Linked DNA regions of Gossypium hirsutum: region 1 is linked to region 2. The links are chromatin contacts, called in public Hi-C maps. All regions are on one chromosome and are shown on one strand. Each heading gives the region's core, a stretch centred on a gene start, on an enhancer-like site or on the middle of the called end of the contact. The rest is flanking DNA. Distances are from core to core; before and after follow the strand shown. Region 1 has its middle 31 kb from the start of LOC121232113. Region 2 holds the start of LOC107936623 (putative transcription factor bHLH086).

Region 1 (4,903 bases), core at 75-2,574, 160 kb after region 2:
TTTTTGAAATAAATTGGTTAATAAAACAAATTTACTTGATTACATTAATATACTTTGTATAATTATCCTCACATGGTTTTTGTATGTAAAATAAAATGGAAGAAAATGTTGCTCATTAATTGTCTAATGTTTAACTAATACTAAGCGATATTACATGGTTGGATCGTAGTACGAAAAGACATCTTATGTTAATAAATCTAAACATGTCTTTAGTCTAATCTAAAAAGAGAAAACCGATTGAAAGATTAAAATGTCATCTATCAAGTCCAATTTAAGAGATGTCTTTTCTTGGGCATTGTAATAGGTCCATTTTGCCCGGCCCGAGCCCAAACCAATAAAAACAAGATAAGTAAAAAGATTCAGCAGTCCATTTACACATTAAAAGGACCCAAATATAAAACCAAGCCCGAAAAACCCAAATAACCTAAATTCCTAACCCACTTCCTACCGGCCCGATAGGCCCAATGCCTAAACCAATCTCAGCTAGCAGGAAATCCTAGTCTCCCTTAACGCCGCACGTCCCATGTGCCTCGTCGGCACGTCCAACGCCTGAGGCTCGACTCCCCTTTGTCCCGTTGCACCAAAACGAAAGCCCCCCTTTGTTGACCTTCCCCGACCTGCAAACATACCCAAAAGAGGAACAGAGACAAGGCAACACGCAAAGGTAAACAGTAGAAATAGAGGCCTAAACGAAAATAAAAAATAGATTGTATTTCGGCTATAAAGCCAAGAAAGAACAGATTGTATTTTTTTTTACAGACGATTAAGCAATCAAAAAGCAAAAAACAAAAAAGGTTGATTTTAAATCTCAATTTCTTGTTCTTTTTTCTTTCGATTTTATTTTTTATTTATTTTTCTACCTTTTAAATTTATTTTTAACAAAAAAATAAATAAAAAGGAAAAGGAAAAACTTACCCAAAACCCCGGGTTTGCGTCGCTGGAGTCTTCTTTCCCGTCGTCGGAATCGACCCAAGGAGGAGGCAGGGGGTTCTTTCTCTTTTGTTTTCTTCGGTCTAGGGAGCCTCACCATCGAATCGCCCTTCAAGAGGGTCACAAACCCGATTCCATGAGGCTTTGGACCACCGTCTACGGTGGAATCCACGGCGGGTTCACGATGGTCTAACGGCGGCTCAAAGAGGGCTATAAACCCTAGAAAAAAAATGCAAATGGGGGGGTATTCTCTGAAATTTTTTAGAAAAGAGGAAGCAAATAAAAAAATGGCTTAAATGATAATGCAAAAAGGGTATCGTTTTGCACCTGGGTTTCTAACGCTGAAACGGCATCGTTTGGAGGGCCCGTGCGCGACCCGACCCACTCTAGGGGGGTCCACGCGTTTCCTTTAAGAGGGAAAATATCTACTTTAGTCCCTCCGCTTTTGTGATGCGCGCAATTTAGTTGTATCCTATTTTTATTTTTTTTAATTTCATCACAAACTTTTAACTTTGTTTTATTCTGGTCCTTAGACCGTTTAAAAGGGTTAAATGCTTGAAACGAGGGCATTTTGAAGACAAGGGATAATTTCCCTGTTGGTCCTTTCTTGTTTTCATACGTCAAATTATAACCCTTATGTTATTTGTTTCATTTAATTTGTCTCTTTAACTTTATTTTAGCATCAAATTAACCTCTCGTTTGGATTCTTTTATTTATTCGTCCACTCGCTATTATTTGAGAATTTAAATTTCAGTTTATCTTTTAGTTTTGTTTAAGTTCCGACTTAGTCCTTTTGTTCTAATTAATTAATTAATTTATTTATTTACTTGTTCATTTGTTCATTATTCTTTTATTTTATTTGTTCGCTCCTTCGTTTACTTGTTCATATATATATATGTATGTATATTATACATTCATATTTTATTATAATCCTTGTGTTCATTTGTCATTGTCCTTTCGTTCCTCTTTAAATTTTTGTTTGTTTTCATTTAATTATTTTATTTATAATTTTGTTATTATTGTCATTTCAGCATCTATCATTTTTACTTCATTGTTATTTATTCCTTTATCCATTTATTATCTTTTTATATATGTATATATATTTTTAAAGGAAACTGAATTATTTATATTACCTATCGTTATTATTATTATTGTTATTACTATTTATATTTATTTATCTACCTATGTTTTATTACAAATTATATTTTAAATTTCATTTATCCTTTAATTTGGTTCTTTACTTTCAATATTTTTTAAATCTTTTCCCTTATATTTATTTATTCATTATTACTTTATTATTATTATTATTATTTATTTCATCTTTACTTATTCATATTCATATGTATTATTGTTATTGCAATTTGTCTGTTAATATTACCATGACTATTATAGTATATTAGTATTATCATATCATTTATTTATCATATATTCTTGGCTCGTATAGTTGTTTTATTTTATTGCATTATTATTCCCCATGAACTATGTTTACATATAATTGATTGTCTTTGTATTATGCTTCAAAATAACCCATGGCATTTTGAACTTACGTTTGATAAAATTTTTAAGAAATAAAGAAAAATTTAAAGTAAGGCAATGTTCTGCATTTGAAAATTCGAGAGATCGTGCCCTAACGTACTGGGTTTTGATTTTTCTCGTTTGATCCGAATGACCGAATAACCTTTAAGAATTAAAACGTATGAGTTTTGAAAATCAAAAGGCCAACTTATTCTCGAGGGTCTGAAATGTTGCGTCCTAAAGTACTGGATGTGGCATTTTATTACTTTGGGATTAGAAGGTCTTTAGAATCCAATTCGATTTACTCAAGCAAATTCTTTGTATAGATCAACGTAAAAAAAGGGATCGTATTCTAAATTCTTTTCGAGTTTTTTTAGATTTCGACATTAAGACATTAATTAATAAATTAGGTACCAATTTTGGGCGTTACGAGGGTGCTAATCCTTCCTCGTACGTAACTGACTCCCGAACCCATTTTCTCAAATTTCGTAGACCAAAATCGTTGTTTTAATAAAACAAAATGTTTTATTAAAATAACCAAATTTCTAGGTGATCTGATCACACCTAAACAAAAAGATTGGCGGTGACTCCCAATTTTCGTTTATCGTTTTCAAAACCAAAGTCGATCCTCGTTTTCAAAAGAAAGGTTTCGACAGCTTGGCGACTCCGCTAGGGAACACTAAAAGAGTCGAGCCACAAGTTGATTAACTTTTGTCTTGTTGTCGAAAATAAAAAATTTGGTTTCGAAATACGATCCTTTCTTTGTACTTCATCTATTATTTTTGTGGTCTATGATACATTACATGTTTCATTGGTTTGAGTCTTTAAATAGTTTTTCATATCGCATTACATGATCGTTTGATCTTCCCTTTTTAAGTGGGAGTGAGAAACTATTCCTTCATGAGGTTTTCACCTCCGTGTAGGATAGTGGATCGCTTTCGGGATACATCTGTACCTATGTCTTCGTGAGATTTTCATCTCCGTGTAGCCATAGGGAAATGTATTCCCCTGAACCGAACTCAATCCATATGAGCCTATAATGGGTGAAGATTGAGGAATCTGCTGGTTCAGGTACCCTTACTCTAGAACCGAGCAGCATATAATGAGCCCTAAGAGCCAACCCTAGGTAGAACTACTCCAAACCTTAGTGGTTATCCGAATAGGTGCTTGATTATTTCCTATTTGCTTTGGATTCTATTTTTGTATACTGACTTGTTGTATTTTGTTGTTATTGCATGGCATTACATTATACGAATGTGTTGATTCACGTTCAGTTACTAAATAGAAAAGCTTAACATGGAAAAAAGGTTTCTTGATAGAGTGGAGGATAATGCGGTAGTCCGAGTATGGTCCGAAAGGACGCAGCAAGAGAAGGGAGATAGTTTGATCAAGGGATATGAATCGGAATTGTAGGATTTCACTCGCATTAGTGTGACCCAAAATGACTTGCGAGAATTGAAGGAAATATGGAACAGTTGGAACGATAAGGTCAAGCAGTTGTTTTACCGCAATTATGGAGACATAGCTTATTTACTCGAGGTGAAAGTCGACAAACACTTATTCCGGGCTCTTGCCCAGTACTGGAATCCCACATATAGTTGCTTCACTTTTGGGTGGGTTGATTTGGTACCTACTGTGGAAGAGTATATGGCCGTACTTCGTTGCCCGAGGATTAAGGTCGACAAGCCCTATTCCAAAATGGCTAACGTCCCGACCTTTGTAAAAAAATTGATGAATACCACGGGGATGAGCGAGCAGTGGGTTGCAGCTCGGATCAAGCAAAAGGGAGATGGTAAGTGTATTTCTTGGAAGAACTTGAGAGATCTGATTCTAGCACATCCGGACATGAAGAAGAGGGTTGATGTTTTTGCTTTGAGTATCTACGGTTTGGTCGTCTTTCCCAAGGCATTAGGACACGTAGATAATGCAGTTTCAGACCTGTTTGATCGACTTGATAAAGGGGTCTCACCTATCCCTGCGATCTTGGCCGAAATGTTTAGATCATTGAATGCTTTCCGGAGAGCGGGCGAAGGTAGATTTATAGGATGTGCGCAACTTTTACTATCGTTGTTCCATAGCCACTTTTGGAAGGTAGAAAAAGTCTCATATTGAGTTTTTCCGAGAACTACTCCTTACTAAAGGAATTAGTAGGTACGCCAAGGCGAGATGACCTTTCCGAAGAGAAGTGGATGGAAATTCTCCAGAATCTATAAGTTAAAGATATTGAGTGGAGAGCCCCATGGATGATCCTTGGTGAGATCTTATATTGGTGCGGGGACTTTGAGTGGGTCCATCTACTTAGGATATGGGGAGCCGTTGGATATTGTCCACTACTCGTGTTAAGGCAATACCGATCAAGGCAGTTCGTACCAGTGACACAAGGGTTGGCTCAGTGCGAGTTCTCATACAAGGACGATAATTATAGAAAGAGAGTTCATAAGATATCGAATGCTTGGAG
Region 2 (4,833 bases), core at 1,802-4,301:
CCGACAAAAAACCACACACTAGCAACATAGGCAATTGGCTCTTACCGACGCTAAGAACGGAACCACGAGAAAAGGTCGAGCCCCGTACGAATTCACGCCCAATAGCAAAACAAAGGTAATTCGAAAGTAAAGAAAAACCAAAAAGAAAAGAAACAAAATGAAGGAAAAACGTTTTCTTTTTGTCCCAGAAACAAAGAGAAGGGAGTTACCAACCTCTTAATTAACTAAATTAAAAAAAAACTATATTGATTTACGGATTAGTATAAAAATATTCTCATTACGCACGCAGAGATTCAAACACAGAACCAAGGGGTATATAGAAGCTTAACCAGTGAACCAACAAACTTATTATTAATATCAGTTGACTGAATTTAACTTATAACTCACATGTCCAAAGATAGGGATTTAGTCAAAAGTAGCAAAATTTCAAGAGATAGTATTCAAACCCAGAACCTCACATACATAACTAGAACACTTAACCACTGAACCAAATAAATTTACTTATCAAAATTTTCTAAAATCTAAACTTAGGATCGAGAGATTTCTACTCTTGATCTCATAACTCAAATTCTTCTAACCCAATTTTTAGGATGTTACAGGACAAAATGTAATTTACCGCAAGAGCTTCCATGATACTTATACCAACTTGTAGAGTTTTTTTTTTCAAAAATTACATATATTTTTCATTGTAACAAAAAATCTAATATTCAAATTATCGATTTATTCAGATGTAAACAATTAGTACCTTACATATAAAAAGACAGATTTTCAGTGAAATGAAACTAAGATTATAAGTTGGAAATCTTAGCTCAAATTAGATAATTAAGAAATGAAAATATCTATTACAAGATCTTCAAAAGAAAAGAAAAATGATTTACTATACTATCTACTCAAGTTCTCCTTTTCTTTTTTGTTTAATTAAACACCAGTAACATTAAAAAAAAATGGCTTTTAGCTTGAATTTATATCTTTCTTTGATGATGAGAGTATAGCATCAATGGCTTCTCTAACTTGTGAAATATCAGGTGCTTTCCCTCCTTGAACTGGCCAAAATTCATCTGTTGCCAACACCTGCCCATCAGAGTTAACATTTACTTAATAAAAATATCTTAAAAATGATCATTTTTCAATTGCAGTTCAATTCTAAACAAAAGATTTCATTTACAGTATCATAAAATTTTTTAGATGTTAACTTTGCTAAACAATAAATGTTAATTCTATTCCAATTTAGCCTTATTTGATTCTTTTTAATAATATAAAGATAAAATTGATCCGTTGAATAATAGAGAGACTAATTTGATTAAATTCCTATAATAAACCTATCAGGTATATTCACCCATATATATCATAAAATAACAAAGCCTTTTGAGTAAAATTGCCATTTATGATAAGCCCTATATGATGAATAGAAAGCTGAAGATCTCCCTCTCACCTTCACTTGTAATTGAAGGAACTTGACATAGCTAATTGCTTTCTCCAGCATGGTTACTAGATCAACCTGTGGAGCAAACAAATTTATAAACATGCATATAATTAATTTCCAATTTTAACAAATAAGTACAATGGGAAAATATATATTTGTTTCAGTTGTAATTAATAATTAATTGCTTACCTTGGAACCATTAGGCACTAGTTCTTGTAGTATCTTCAACCGCTCACTGATCCTCTCACGTCGATTCTGTATATTTACATCAAAAGCAATTTCTCATAGTTAATTTTCCCTCTTGATTTTGGTTGTTTTCCTATTAATAAAAAAGGGTTAATTCAACATGACATCCTCAAATTATGGTTTATATTTTAAATTAATCCTTGAACTTCAATGCGTTGTAATTGAGTACTCAAAATATCATTATTGTATCAATCATATCTTTCTGTTAGCCTAACTATTAGCTTGGATATTAATTAATAGCTCAAATCTAATATGGAATATGTTTAAAACAAGTGAATCATATTATGAACATTTGCGTCCCTATTGCATGGAAAACTTGGAATTGACTTGTTAAAAAGAGAAGAAAAATTCTCTTGAATTTTATTGGTATTGTCTATTTTTTTAACCGGTTAGATCTAGAGAATTCATGTAGTAAATACACGTGTTTATAATTTAATTCACGTGCTCTACATGTACTCCATGTCAAATTTGGATTAGCATTTAATATCTAAATAGAAACTAAAGTGATAGAAAGACGTGATTGATACAATACTCTAATATGTAGATGACTTGATAGGAATGTTTTAGAGTTTGAGACCAATTTAGAATTTCGAGGGTAGTTTAGGGATTCTTAGTGGAATTATACCCTAAAAAAACAAGTTTCAATGCATGTAAAGCAAACCTTGGCTGCAATACTTTGAGGATCCTTTGAAGGACCGGACTTTGATTTAGCCCTCTTAGCTTCATTGCTACATTGTTTCTTCAAAGCTTGAGTGCTATCTCCCTAAAAAAAAAACACACAATTTTATCATATGAATTGTGTTTTAATTACTTGGATTGAAACGGAAAAGAAGAAATGGTACCGTATTCAGACGCTTAACGCCGGCAACTCCTGGTGACCGTAACTCCGGTATACTGTCAGCATCCATTGCTGATTCAGAGTATAACCAATCTCCATTGTTCTCTTTCGAGCTAAAATTGCTAGCTGTTTCAAAGCAACTAAAATCTTCCACCAAGCGAGGATCCCACATAGAATAATTATCTTTGTGACTTGCTCTTTTTAAGTAAGTACCGCTTCGTGGAGCCTTCTCGTTTTGTTCAAAGCTAAGAAGAGATCCATAATTAGTCCCATGATGATATTGATGAATGAAGTTGTCGTACATTGAACTGCCTTTGAAGTTTATCAATGAATGAACTTCCTCATGCGGTGGCCGGAATACGAAACTGTCGGAATCAATACTACGCGGAGAGGAAAATGAGGAAGAGCTAGTCATCGGAAAGTTGTTGACACCACCGCCAAGCTTTTTCAAGTGATCATCACCACCTTCATCAAAGTTTCCATTATTGAAAGCTGAGGTTTGAAGTGAGCAAATAGGGTCCTTGGCTAGTGCCATTATGATAGTGAAAAAAAAAAGGGGTTGAATGACAACTTCCCTAGAATGCCTATATATATATCTAAAAATTCAAACATATAAATTAAATATTAATTTCGGTCCATTCATCAAAAATCCTCCATCATGACTTGGATTTTGAATTAGTTTCCAAACTTTAAAATATTTTAATTAAGTCTATAAATTATTAATATATACATTAAGTCTTTCCATCAATCTAACAATTAGCTTGAACGTTAAATGCTATTCGAATTTGACATCAAGTATATTTAAGTACATGGATGAAATTGTATATAAAAATGCACCTACTGCATAAATAAATCAAACCTAACGTGTTAAAAAACTAAAAAGAAATAATCTTATTTTTTTATTGATATTATCTTTTTAACATGTTAGATACAAATTGTTTGTGTGATCAATACACGTGTTTACAATATAATTCACCTATATTAAATATGCCTAAATTCACAGCTAGACTAACAGAATGATCTGGTTAATATAATACTAATACTTTGAAGATTTAATTACAACGTTTTGAAATTTAATGACCAATTTAGAATAGAGCAATAATTTATGGACATTTTATGGAATTAACCTCTCTAAGATGGGTTTTAATGCAATACTTAAACTATAGATGGGAATCGAAAATACTTGGGTTTTTTTTTTCTCCTTATGGGAACAAGAAACACAGTATTAAATATTGCTGCAATTTCACAGATGTAATGAACTAGCAAATTATATACACATATATATAATATTATATAATATGATTGCATCGGGATTGTTAGCTGGCAGAGGTTGATCGAAGATTAAATGGAAAAACAAAGGTAGAAAAAGAAAATCGAATTAAAAAGCAGCATAAGGATCGGCGGAATTTTCTCCCTGCCCACGTCTCTCAGATTCCCCCCATATTTATTGTTATATGAACTATTTGCTTCATACACTTGAAGAAAATTTTAGCTTTTTGAGGTTGCTTCCTACGTTGTTTCACTTCTGCATGTGGGTTTTCTACTGGTTTTTTCATGGTGGCTTTGTAAGTCAAATCATGGCCATCTATTCTATTGTCTGGTACTTTAATTGATTATTTAGCATTGATCTGGTTCCAGTGTCTCAAGATTTTGTTCTTCTACATCTGGAGTTTTTTTTTAAGTAGAAATTAAGGGACACTAGTCGGTTGGGTTAAAAATCTAAAATCAAATTTAGTTGATTAATTCATACTTTAATTCGAACTGACTTAACATTCACCAATTCTATTGATTCTTTCTAAAGAAAAAGAAGTCAGTTTAATGAATTAAGTAGGTTAAATCGATTATCTTCCACTTATTTCCTTCCACCTACGTCTGGTTAAACACAAATTAAAGTTGATTGGGATTTTAATTTGAAATTATGTTATAAAATAAGTAGGTTAAAAAATTGAAAAGCCAACTTAATTAATCAACCACTTACTTTTTTGGACTTAATTCTTAATTCACCTAACCTAATCAACTTAACATTGGCCAGTTCAATTTTTTTTTTAAAATAAATTTTGGTTAACACGAATTAACTATTATAACCAATAAATTTTTTATACAATACCTATTTTTATTCATAATTCTTAAACTCTTAAATTATTCGGAACCTTTTAACACTAATTATAAGGCTGACACGAAGTCCTTTTTATCTATTGTAATGGAAACGGTGCATTTATTGCAAGTAATGAGATGTAAGAAATGTTAATTCAATTTGTATATCCATTATTAATTAGTAACTGTACCTTTTGTGAACCCAATGAAAATCATCCTCTCCACATGTTTT

The links. Hi-C and Micro-C count contacts between places; a contact is called where the count stands out from the background.
Region 1: a contact with region 2 is called in a Hi-C map of leaf, with 2.6 times the contacts expected there. The contact joins the enhancer-like site here to the promoter of LOC107936623 in region 2. A contact is called at or near these places in 5 of 34 Hi-C or Micro-C datasets (all in leaf).

Annotation. Positions count from the first base shown.
Region 1 is chrA07:11,476,062-11,480,964 of Gossypium_hirsutum_v2.1, forward strand. No RefSeq gene overlaps it. Among protein-coding and RNA genes, the nearest start is that of LOC121232113, 31 kb to the left of the region's middle. Within about 2 kb of position 1,325, at least 9 of the 9 cell types and tissues checked have an H3K27ac peak or open chromatin away from gene starts, as enhancers often do. A contact at or near this core is called in leaf, where this site is marked.
Region 2 is chrA07:11,312,028-11,316,860 of Gossypium_hirsutum_v2.1, forward strand. It overlaps LOC107936623 (putative transcription factor bHLH086), which reads right to left and starts at 3,052. Exons shown (of 5, transcript XM_016869381.2): 1 at 2,512-3,052; 2 at 2,331-2,432; 3 at 1,613-1,678; 4 at 1,433-1,498; 5 at 686-1,071. The coding sequence starts at 3,042. The coding sequence ends at 952.